Linked DNA regions of Salmo salar: region 2 is linked to region 1. Evidence: chromatin contacts called from public Hi-C data. All regions are on one chromosome and are shown on one strand. The core of a region is the stretch at or near the end of the contact, and the rest is flanking DNA. Distances in the headings are between cores, read along the strand shown. Region 1 holds the start of gdf-8 (myostatin 1b). Region 2 has its middle 26 kb from the start of LOC106586137.

Region 1 (5,857 bases), core at 1,194-3,693:
CTACTTTAATGCTTGGTTTGGTAAAAAGTATTCTAATTGCACCAGAATGTATGTGTGTGTGTGTGTGTGTGTGTGTGTGTGTGTGTGTGTGTGTGTGTGTGTGTGTGTGTGTGTGTGTGTGTGTGTGTGTGTGTGTGTGTGTGTGTGTGTGTGTACATGTGTGTGTGTGTGTACACGTGTGTGTGTGTGTACGTGTGTGTGTGTACATGTGTGGATGTGTTTAACTATACTTGTATAGAAGTCCAGAAGTCCCCACAAGAATAGTAAACAAACAAATATTTGACCAACTGGGGACATTTTTGTTGGTTCCCACAAGGTCAAATGCTATTTGTAGGGGGTTTAGGGTTAATGTCAGAATTAGGGTTAGAATTAGGTTTAGGGTTAGGGGCTAGGGTTAGTTTTAGGGTTAGGAGCTAGGTTCAGGGTTATGCTTAAGGTTTGGTTTTCAGGTTAAGGTCAGGGTTAGGCTTAAGGTTAGGGTTAGGTTTAAGGTTAGGGAAAATACGATTTTTAATGGGACTGAATTGTGTCCCCACACGGTTAGTTGTACAAGACTGTGTGTGTGCGTGTGTGTGTGATAACAGAGGCTGTAGGCAATTACTCTGATTAGCACAGTCACACAGAAGACTTCTGGAAGTTCTGGCCATGTGAACAATGTGAATTTTTATGTAATCAGGTGATAGGACATGAGATTATTGGTGGCAAGGGCAAATATTCTGTCACAGATGAACTCCTTAAATTAGGTATGTGTGTTTATATTAAAGCTTCTAAGATATTTTAAAATATGAGCACATGAGAGCAAATCCACAGAGTGCCAAAACCCCTCTGATCAGTAGGTATCTATAAACAACTGGTATTTGAAGCCCTGGTTCTAAATTAGTCTGGTTACACAATTTGACACAAACATGAATTTGCCCTCTTGCCAAGGGTGTTAAATGTTGATATTGCATTATTATGCATTAATAAATTGGTTATGGATTACGTCCCATAGATCCCACGAGGATAAACTACAAACCTATTTGTAAATTGCTTCGATGGGAGATAAATCTAAACTCACCAGTCCTTCTCCGGCTTCAGTTGAGGTAACCGCCAGATCATTTCCCTTTGAGTCCAACGCATTAATCTCGATCCCCCAATTCGTGTCCGGTTGCCGCAGCCACACCGACAACACTTGTTTCACGTCGATACTCTGCCAAGAGCTGACTCCTGCATTCACGTCGATCTTTAGAGACCGGATCTGTATGTTCCTGCCCCCGTCCGTGACAGGGATCAGGCGGGAGATTTGCAGCAACACGGTGGTGACTTCGTCAGCTGGCTGAAGGTGCACCCATAGCTGTGCCCGAAGTATGCGGTTCGCCTGAATCTTCGAACTGAAGGAGAAAAAGCAACACTTGGGTTTCCCATCGATTTGGACGATGGATTCGGCTGGAGGAGAGAAATTAGAACTTGAATTATAATATGCAAATGTCTTATCTATTTTCTCAATTAAACTACATTTCTAAACTAAATTAAATGACTGCTTTTTTTTTGCGGTTGTATGTAACACAATTCACAATTGTGTTTTCGTTACCGAAACCCCTTGGAAAACCACTTTCAAAATATATATTTAAAGTTACAATGTCATGACACATTGACACAGCCTATATAGTTTTAAGAACCGCCACACAACAACAGAGCCACTAGCACCTCGTAAGATGGAACTCGGCTCGTACGTCAAGTTATATATTTGTTTCAAGTCAACATGAAATGACAGATAAGCAAATCATTAATAATTCCTATGAAGTGTCAACCTATTTCCAACATAGTGGTGCAAGTAGCCTAATACGGGATCAGACATGAAGGTGCGCTCTGTGCCCCATGCGTAAAAAAAACCCAGCTGAGCTCTGTTGCCTTTTCAAAGTTATTAAATTGAGACATATAGTGTTGCATTGAATAATAGCATATACAACTTACGTTCAGTGGCCATTGTCATGATTGTTTCTGTGATGGCATGTTCATCATCATCTTCCATAACTCCATCCTTATTGTCATCTCCAAGTACATCATACTGGTCAAGAAGTTTCTGCAAAGGTGGTGCCTTAGGCAAGAGCTGCTTGACAACATCTCGGCTAATATTGGGCGCGTGCTTGAGTCGCAGTTTGCTAAGAATTTGTGACTTGATGGCGTGTAATCTCATGTTTTTGATCTGCTGTCGGACCTCGCAGGTTGAGCACTGCTCACCGTCATCCGTGGCCGGGGATTGGTGGTGCGCCGTTTGATCACCAAGACCCATTGAACCGAAAGCAACCATAAAACTCAGAGAAATTAGAACCTGCATCACATGCATTATCTAAGGTGCGGAGTTTGCTATTTAAAAAAAAAAAATCCCAAAGTGAATATGTATTTGCGTGAAGGCGGACTACAGAGTTGCCTGTGTTTAAAATCAGGCTCTACACTGATAGGTGGCATACTTTAATTCGTCAGCCCTTTTTATACTGCAATTTTGGCCTCTCTTTTGTGTCGTCAAAATCGATGATTGGTTGGGCTGGCAACAATGAGTTTAACGGACAGACATCAACTGTATTTTTCTGTCAAACCTTAAAAGAGGTATGGCAAGGTTCGGAATAGTTTTGAGACAACTACACTATCAATCAAAGACAAGACTGTTCTGCAAATGGTCAAATAAAATTACGGATGCGGTTATATTGATTAATTGCATAAACTTAAATCCGCAGCCTGTCACCATAGGAACGCCACTGAGGAAATGCGTTTATTCCGCTCATCCCATCAACGCGACAGGGTTAAAATTAATCGGTGTTATGACTTCCCTTCATTACGATCAGTTAGTTATATGACCAGTCTGCCTAACTCTCTAAATCTGGTTCTCTCGAAAATGTAAGGTATATTAATTTACAAATATGACAAGGACCACTCTTTAGCCTATCTTGATATAGGCTACATGGAGTAGACCTACTTCTTTCTAAACTTGTTTCCAAATGCTAAGTTATTTTATCAATTGGCTATAGGATAGATACTATTGCATTGAACATTTATGGCGAAATGGGTTCTTCTGTAGGCCTACGATACTGTATTAAACTATAGGCTACTGGATATTGTTGTCTTGAGGTGTGTTTGTGCTTACTATTTACGAAAGCTTTTTAGTCCAGACATTTAGTGCCATCGTGCGGTTTATCAACAACAGTTGCAAAATTACGCACAAGTTATGAGATATTACTTTCCTTCACAAATAAACAGTAACATATGGATTCAAATTTAGATCAATGCAACCGACATTTAGAATATGTGTATGGCTCACAAGAGTCAATCAAATCGCCCACGTTATGCACATGTTACGCAGCAATATGAATGTCATGGCACTATGTTAGGTCAATGAATGGTTTAATTATAGCCTATTATCGTTATCGAATTTGAGACTGGAACCCTTATGTGAAAGAAAATGTACCATACTGTATTTACAAAAACATAAACGAATGTAACTAATGTACATTATACCGTTTTACGCACACTCGTCCAACGAGTTTTACAGTTTTACGAATTCGTCATATATATATTTTTTTTAAATGACACTAATTGGTTTTGAACATATCCGATAACTCATAACTGAAAATCTGACACAGTGCGACTGCAGTGGCTATTGGGAAAGCTCGCTAATATACCTCGTGCCATAATGGTCCAGACCTCTCGGCAGACGCATTGGTAGCCTTAGAAAGGTTTGATACAAGGAAGCTAAACGTGGGTACACTTCCATCAAAGGCAAGAGACAGGAATATAATCTATAGATAGATAGCATTATAGAAACAACTGACTATATTCCTTACTATAAACATTTCAATAGTCACTGAGGAGTCAAGCATGGAGCCACCATGCTCCACAAGAGGGTGATATTCTACAAGTAACAGTAGCCTGTGTGAACGCGCACAATTTATCTCCACAACCCGTTCTGCACTTTACTAACTGCTGTTTAATACATATAAGAAAATATGTCCTACAACTGCCTTCAGAACGTTGAGTCAAACAGGCAACACTTTCAACGATGATGTATGTAAAATCTCCAGCAGAATGATGGCAAGAAGAAGGTATAGTCCTCCATGTCCGACTATTCCAGGATTTAAGAGTTTAATTAAATCGATGTTTGTATTTAGTGGGATTACTGCACAATGTGGTATGGTGGAACATTGAATGCCCAGTTTGGTAACTTCGTGGAAATGTCGTGCTGAGAGAGAAACCTGACCAATGTGTTCGCTGCCTTGACAAGTTTCACGTTCAAGCCTTGGACGCATATTCGGCGGTTTGAGACGGAGTAGATACAGTCCGAGAGGCGGCACGTTTGGTGATTTCGGTTCACAAACCGTGTGGATGTATGACACTTCTTTATTGAAACGTGTCGTTCAAGAGAAAACGATGTGTTTTCCTACTGGATGAATTTGATATTCATGGAGGGAAACGCATCCGGTCCTACTTTTCCAAGAGTCTTCTTGAAGGTAGGCTCCCTATCCCACGCTTCAGCAATATTATATGTACCTATTTTTCTGGTAACTGTGTATGAAATGGACTAGACGCTACCTCTAAACATATGGTATATTGAACAGAAATACGCTCATGTAGGAATTCTCAGAAGCCTATTTCCAACGCTGACAACCATTTCGCCCTTCCTCCACCCGGGCTAGTATTTCTCCTGGACCTTTTATGTTCACATTTGAATAGTGACATTCTTCCATATATGCCTTTATTAATTCAATAAAGGTGGGTTATAGTTAAAGGTGGGGAGAGGGTTTCAAGGGTCGCTTCCCATGATATCAGGGCTAGAGTGACGTGCTTGAGATATATGTAACAGACAATATCCTATTTTCCCACAATGTGAAATGATGTGTACATGTAACAAAAATCTGGTTGACGTTTTATGGCTCAGCACTGTATTTAGGTAAGCAGTAGCCTCTGTCAAAAAGCACAAGCTACAATGGCATCATTTTTGCAGCTTCGGTAAAAAGCTCCTCCTATGTAAGAGATGAACAGGATGATATAATAGTGTGCTGCTCTGTCTAATATAAATAATCACACGCCCGCCGCTGTGAGTCTGGATCAGGAAGGACTGAGGCAACACACCAGGACAGATGGAGACTACAGCAAATAACATCAGTGTTTTGTGCGTTAAACCTAGAGTCACGTGGTCTATTTATGAAGACTGAAAAGACTTGAGGATGCAAACAACAAGATCATGGGTAATACATACAAGTGATGTTCAAAATAACTACTGTAAGCCCAAATAGCAGCTGTCATAGACTCACCTTTTCCCCAAAGGTCACTACAACTGCCTAGTCTAGGCTTTGTGTGCTAGGTGATACAGGTAACTGCCATGGAAACACTTAAGTAAATTAGGGATACAAAGTGCATTGAAAGCAAGTGCTGCCACAAAGGTGTGGTTCCTGAGTTAATTAAGAAATTCACATCCCATAATGCTTAGGGTCAAGTATACCAATTCTAGGCAGGCCATTATTTTGGCTACTGTGGTTATGCCCCCATAGGATAACAATGCCCCCATCCACAGGGAACAAGTGATCACTGAATGGTTTGATGAGCATAAAATCGATGTAAGCCAAGGTGCATCAAAGTTGTTCTGACTCGTGGTGGCTTCATGTTAGTGTTTTCCTTTATTTTAGCAGTTACCTGTAGCTACTGCTGCTGTGTGGTAATAGGGGTAATGATGCTAAGTCACTGTCTAAATAGTAGGCCTCTCAATTCTTTCCTCTGCCATTTGGTAATTTTAGGCAGATTCTGATGGAAAATAAATCACTGAAATCCTTTCCCTCTTCTCTCTCCTTACAGCACAGGGGAAGATATAAGTAGGGCAGCATAGGAG
Region 2 (5,857 bases), core at 1,035-3,534, 68 kb before region 1:
TTGCACAGAGATGAGGAAGATTGCGTAACCTTGTGGTCACTGTGTATCTGCTTTCATTATGTAGTGTACATTGATCCAGTGGGTTGAATAATATGTTCAGACAACATGCTGATTTGGGAATGGTGTGAAGTGCTGTCCGTTTATTCAGTCGAACTGCTCTCACAGTTTGTGACGTGACATAGGCATCAGCGCACAGTAGCTTGTTCTCTAGTCATCCCCAAACCCCTCTGGTCTGGTTTAGGCCTTTTTAGAACAGATGAGACACATAAGCCCTATTCGGACGGGATTAGTTTTACTGGGGGAGGTCGGGTAATGTAATTATGTGCACAGCACAAAACACCACATCTGTGCGAATATGCCATGTCAATCATTTTCACATGACGGGAGAGTGATCATTCCAGCCAGAATAACCTACTGTTTTTTTGGCATGCAGACTCCAAGGTCCTCTGATAATACTTAGGGGGTATTACTGTGTTTAGCAGGTGCTGCTTGCAGTTTGGGTTAGAACATGGGAACAAATGGATGCTTAAAATATAATGCTATGCACGTACCCTATAGATTAATGTTCTGTTTTTGTCTCGTCAGCTTTTTACTCTTTTTAAAGATTAAGCGGATGATATTGTGCCAATGAATTGATAAATTGCCAAAATTGCCAGTTAATTAAATGTCTGCATGCAGTTAGTTCATGGTTCTTATTGATATCATTTTGACATTCTTCCAACTGAAAGCCATTATTAGGCTATCCTTAGACAAGTTGAAATATCCTCAGGCCTAGAACAGCCTCCAGGCTTCCATCATAATGGGGGGGAAAAAGAATTACAGGGGACAGTTTGGTAAAACTAATCCCGTCCGAATCGTCCTCTGGGGAAAAACAGACATACTGGGGGGAAATAATTACATAACCTACGTTCTATAGTAATTCAAGTCCCATGCGAATAGGGCTATTGTTGAACCTCTCTCTGAGCGATCCACACAGGTAAGGGAAGTGCTGAAGAAGAGGCTTTGATTGGTCATCAGGGTCTGCTGTTTTGAATGCGAGATCCGGCAGGTGGTCTTTTTTTAGGTGGACTGAAAATAAGCTGCTGCGTGTTGTTGCAGGTGGTGGTGTGGCAGAAGGCCAAGGTGTCCGATCACAGGATTGCTCTCATGGCTATGCTGTGGGCCAACGCTGTGGCCCACCTGCTTTTTAGTCCACCATCAACAAGAACAACCAGAGGTCAGTCAAACACCAGCATCACTCCGTCATGGCCCTGCTCCATCCAAACCAGTCATCGGAGATAAAACAACACTCTTATACTGCAAAAATGTCATGTAACAATGCTAAATAAGTGAAACACAAAGATTTGTATTTATTTTTTTTTTTTGCCTATTTTGCTGCGAAGAGACAAACATTAGATAATTTGTTTTGATGCTGTCCATATGTAGCTTGTTTTTGGTCGCAGGTTCAGGAATGGCTGAAGAATTGCAACACTTATCTGGAGCTAACTCTGCAAGTAGCACTGCTGGGTGATTTAAAAATAAACTATGAGAATAGAAAGGTTCAGAATTTTTGTGAAACAGCACAGTTGAAAAACGTGTCAAATAGAAATCAAAACTGGATGGTCTTCAGAGATAGATGGGAGAGGTTGAGGGTAGCTGAAGGATGAGACTAAATACAAACAAAAGATAACTATTGTAAAATATACTGTATCTGTAAAGTGTATGTAGTATGTATAAGCTGGAAGTAGAAGGTTAGGTGCAGATGTCCATTAGTTTACTCCAGTTAGGGGAGGGGTAGTAGGGTTAAGGTAAAATAATAAAGGAAAATATATAAAAATATATTGACATATTTTTTTATGGCGATTGGAAATGATGCAGATGCAGACAATTACATTGATGGCAGCTGTTCTTGGAGGTGTCCACACTTAGCTTGACTTAAATATTGCTGCTCTTGCAGTGCTGTCCTTTCCTGCAGTGCTCAATGACACCAATTACTAATTTACTGATTCAATTCAGACTTCCATATCTCCCAAAAGTACATGTCACATTGTTTTGCTTTACAGTAAGTGCCCTGAGATTGGCAATTTCTCCTAACCAGGATTAGGAGAACAATGAGTGATGCAAAACTGGTCACCATTAAAGATAGCATGTGTCTAATTTGTGGCCCGTGGTGCATGTGGATGGCCCAGCGTCATAGAGAGACATAGCACGGGTGCACTGGCACCCAGCCACTCGTCCTCCCACTGCCCTCCAGTCTTGGCCAACACCAGGGGTCCCAGAGACCCTCTCCCCATACCCTGGGTGTGTTCCAGTCTGCATGAACCTTTCTCTGGAAGGTGGTGGTTGAGCTGCAAGACAAACAGGTCCACTGTCTGTGTGACTGACTGCAAGTGAAAAACCCAAGAGAAATACTAGACAGCAAGCTTGTAAAATGGCTGCATCAAGAACTCTTGAAATCAAGCCAGTATGTGATGTTGGCTGGCTGTTGGGCAGCTATGTCCATGCCCTTTTCTCCTTCTGTGTGAGAGAGATTTGCTTTGCTGCTGGTAATTGAGTTGGCTGTGGAGCGTTAAGTTTCTGCTTGGTCACGGTAGGCGTTGTGTGGCTGCTACCTGCCGTGCATCTCCCGGCTAATGTGGCCTGACAGATATGGAGCGCAAGTCCCTTTTCCCCCGTTTCCTTTGTTGTTATTTTGCAGCAGGACTCTGGAGCCCAGTTATGACAAGGACCTTTGGCCTTTGTCCTCCACTCCCTGTAGCAATGAAAGAACACTTATTGCCTCCCCCTTCTCTGGCCGAAGCTTAGCGATCACGGAATCCAGTTCAAAGATTCCACACACAACTCTGGCAAGTTGATGTAGGAGCCATGCCCCTTGTGGAACAAAATGTTACACTTATTTTGGCAACGTGACAACCTACAACCATGCCCTTTTGAGCAAAGGTGCCATTGGTGCTCTCATAACCTGACCTAATGAGTAGATAATGAGCTGAACGAGAGGAAACCACATGTACCCGCAAAACCTCAAACAGTGTTGCATCAATGAACTGGCTTTCCATTTACTATGTGTTTTAAAAGTTATGAGAAGTTTTGTATTGCTCATTAAAATGATCAGTGTGCCAATCTAAAACAAAACTATGTGTCCCTGGAACTACTTCTTCCATGTGTGAGGATAGTGTTTTGTTTTGTGGTACAGCACTATATATAGCCCAGCCACAGTGATTGCTTTGCAATTTGTTCCTCTCTTGCCTGTTATATAATATTAGCCATAGGTCTGGCTCATGAACATCATTTGCAGGATAAGGAAATGTTTTTGTGTACAAATTTATTGTACTTTTCTCTCAACAATTCTTAGAATGTCCCACCCTCTTAATTTATGCGGTGAGAGATCTGCTTGAATAATCAGTCATTAGCCAGGAAAAGATGATCACTCATCAGGTAGGACACCAAGCCAAGATGTGTTCCAGTTCCGGGCTCATGGGTGTGACACGTGAAGACGTGTGCAGACAGACTGGGGAACACAGCCCCGGCCTATTGCTCATGTCACCTGAGAAAGGTTTGCATCAATCTTAGGACTTTGTGTCAATCCTAGGACCTCTGTTTTGCAGATTTAGGTAGATCTTCTTGCAGATTTAACAAACCTCAGAGTTCTCACTTGGTTTGTTTTATTATTTTCCTATATCTCTGGAGCCTATTATCTTTCTCAAGTATTTCATCACTTTAGGCAAGATAGACTTGATTAACAAATTTTCAATATAAAAAATATTATTGGGGGAAATAAAGTCCATACTCGTGGTCACTCCTTGATTGAGTGGACAAATCGAGAGTTTAAGAGACTTAGCTTTAAATGTATCAAAGTATCGGCAGTGGACCTGGGTCAGTTTTTCTGTGCTGCTTTTCTAGTTACCAGAGCAGGGTCCTGTGGCAGTGAACACTGCTGCCAATGAGGCCCAGATGCCTCTACACGACTCAGAATGGAATAATAGGGCTCATTCATGGCCAGGCAGGCAGGATCAACTGTATCACAGTAATTGACTAATGTTGTAATGGCAAAGTATATGTAATGTACACAGCTATTATCAAGGTCTCAATGCCAGTAATTAGAGAGTTTAAAACTCCAGTTGTATGACCCTGATGCTCGTCAACTGCAAAGCTTGTTAATTTAGAATTGTTTGCCCAAGTCATGCAGTGAGAGATCTGCTAATTAAGTAATTTAGAGCAGTTTCTCTTTTCGCCAACACTTGTCTATCGCATGCCGCCAACATGAACAGTTTTGTTCGAGTTTAGAAGGCAACAGCATTTAGGTGTCATTGGTTGTTCAAGCTTTTTCAAAGTGTCTACAGCGTGTGATGTTTTTGTGTTGAGAAGAAAAAGCCATGTGAATCCTTTAAGATTTAAAACCCTTGAGGATCTGACATGAATTTGATAGTGTACTTTTTAAAATCTCAAAGTCCATGAGATTGTATTTTTTAATAACTTGGTTTGAAGTTAACATGGTTTGGCCGTGAAATTTTAAACATGCTAATATTGGGCGTCTGGTTTTTGGTAAGAAAACGTTATTGTAAGCGGTTGGTGACAGTGCAGTGCCTAGGTAAACAATGAAGCATAGAGAACTGTCTCTCCTTGTCCATAGAAGGAAACAAATAAGTAATTTTGAAATTTGGGTGAACTATCCCTTTAGCACTTATGTATTTTTACATGGTGTTTTAAATGACAGATACCTTGTAAGTACAGTGTAGATAGCTACATATTGTTACAAATTATGCAAAAAGCATGTTTGTAACTACAGTAGCTATGTAAAGATGTCTACTTAACATTCTACCGGCCTGTGTACTATACATTTGTTTTTCACTGAAATTGTTCCCCAGTTAGTATATTGATTTTATATCTTTTAACAGATTGTGATGGATGGATTCTTTCCCAAACCTGCTATGGATTGCTCTTTAGCAAGATCCAGTAACCCCAACAAAACATCTATCTTTGAATGATCGACCTGTCCACCAGAAAAATACCATGAAGCTAAAAACATGCTTTTTGTGTTCATGAAATGTACACGTGTTTCAGATGTTTGTTGTGGTTTGGGTAAAGAAAATAGGCAGCCAATATGATAGAGGTGTTCTATAAACAATAGCTTCTCAAATTGCTTGGACAAAGTATTTTAGATGTGGGTATTTGTTCTCTTAGTTGTACAGTTACATTCACACTTCGTTTACCCTACATTCACACTTCGTTTACCCTACATTCACACTTCGTTTACCCTACATTCACACAAGTCGTCCAAGGAAGTCATAGACCGCATTCATAATTAGGATTTTTTTTAGAAGCACACCCAATGTTTTATTTACCTGAAGATTAAAAATACATATGTAAAGCCGCTCCAGCTGAAGACAGCAATGAAGGCTGATTTCCATTGTGGTCCTCTCAAGTATCACTTTGTCATCACATAGGCCTGTCTGTTATCCCAAAAGTAGCTCTCGCTGTCATTGATAAAGTCACTTTGTTATGTAGATGCTAAACCACTGTCACTGTGAAGCATTGCTCATAGTATCACCACTGCAGTTCTGATATGTTCTCTCTGCTTGACCATCAGGTGGTCCGGCAGCACTACCTGGCTCAGTACCCGGCAGACTCTGCCCGCAGCCGTTATCCCACTATGATGCTCAACATCACTGTTCCCGCATCCACTGTAGACGTCAACCTGACCCCCAAGAAGACCCAGATTCTGCACCAGAACAAGGTTCCGTTTTCTCCTTTTTTCCTCAATTTCCTTGCGGACAGATTCATGTTCCACACTACCACTATCATTCTATGAGCTTTGGTTGAAAGAATACTAAACTTAGGGGAAACTAAATATGATTGAGGATGTTCGAAAGATTTATAA

Evidence for each region. Hi-C and Micro-C count contacts between places; a contact is called where the count stands out from the background.
Region 2: a contact with region 1 is called in a Hi-C map of muscle, with 10 times the contacts expected there. The contact joins the enhancer-like site here to the promoter of gdf-8 in region 1. A contact is called at or near these places in 2 of 3 Hi-C or Micro-C datasets (gill and muscle).

What each region holds. Positions count from the first base shown.
Region 1 is chrssa25:10,308,039-10,313,895 of Ssal_v3.1, reverse strand. gdf-8 (myostatin 1b) reads right to left here and starts at 2,443. Exons shown (of 3, transcript NM_001123634.1): 1 at 1,954-2,443; 2 at 1,058-1,425. The coding sequence starts at 2,326. It overlaps cssa25h2orf88 (chromosome ssa25 C2orf88 homolog), which reads left to right and starts at 3,928. Exons shown (of 2, transcript XM_045707703.1): 1 at 3,928-4,481; 2 at 5,824-5,857.
Region 2 is chrssa25:10,375,963-10,381,819 of Ssal_v3.1, reverse strand. It overlaps the pseudogene LOC106586073. Among protein-coding and RNA genes, the nearest start is that of LOC106586137, 26 kb to the left of the region's middle. Within about 2 kb of position 2,284, at least 1 of the 13 cell types and tissues checked has an H3K27ac peak or open chromatin away from gene starts, as enhancers often do. A contact at or near this core is called in muscle, where this site is marked.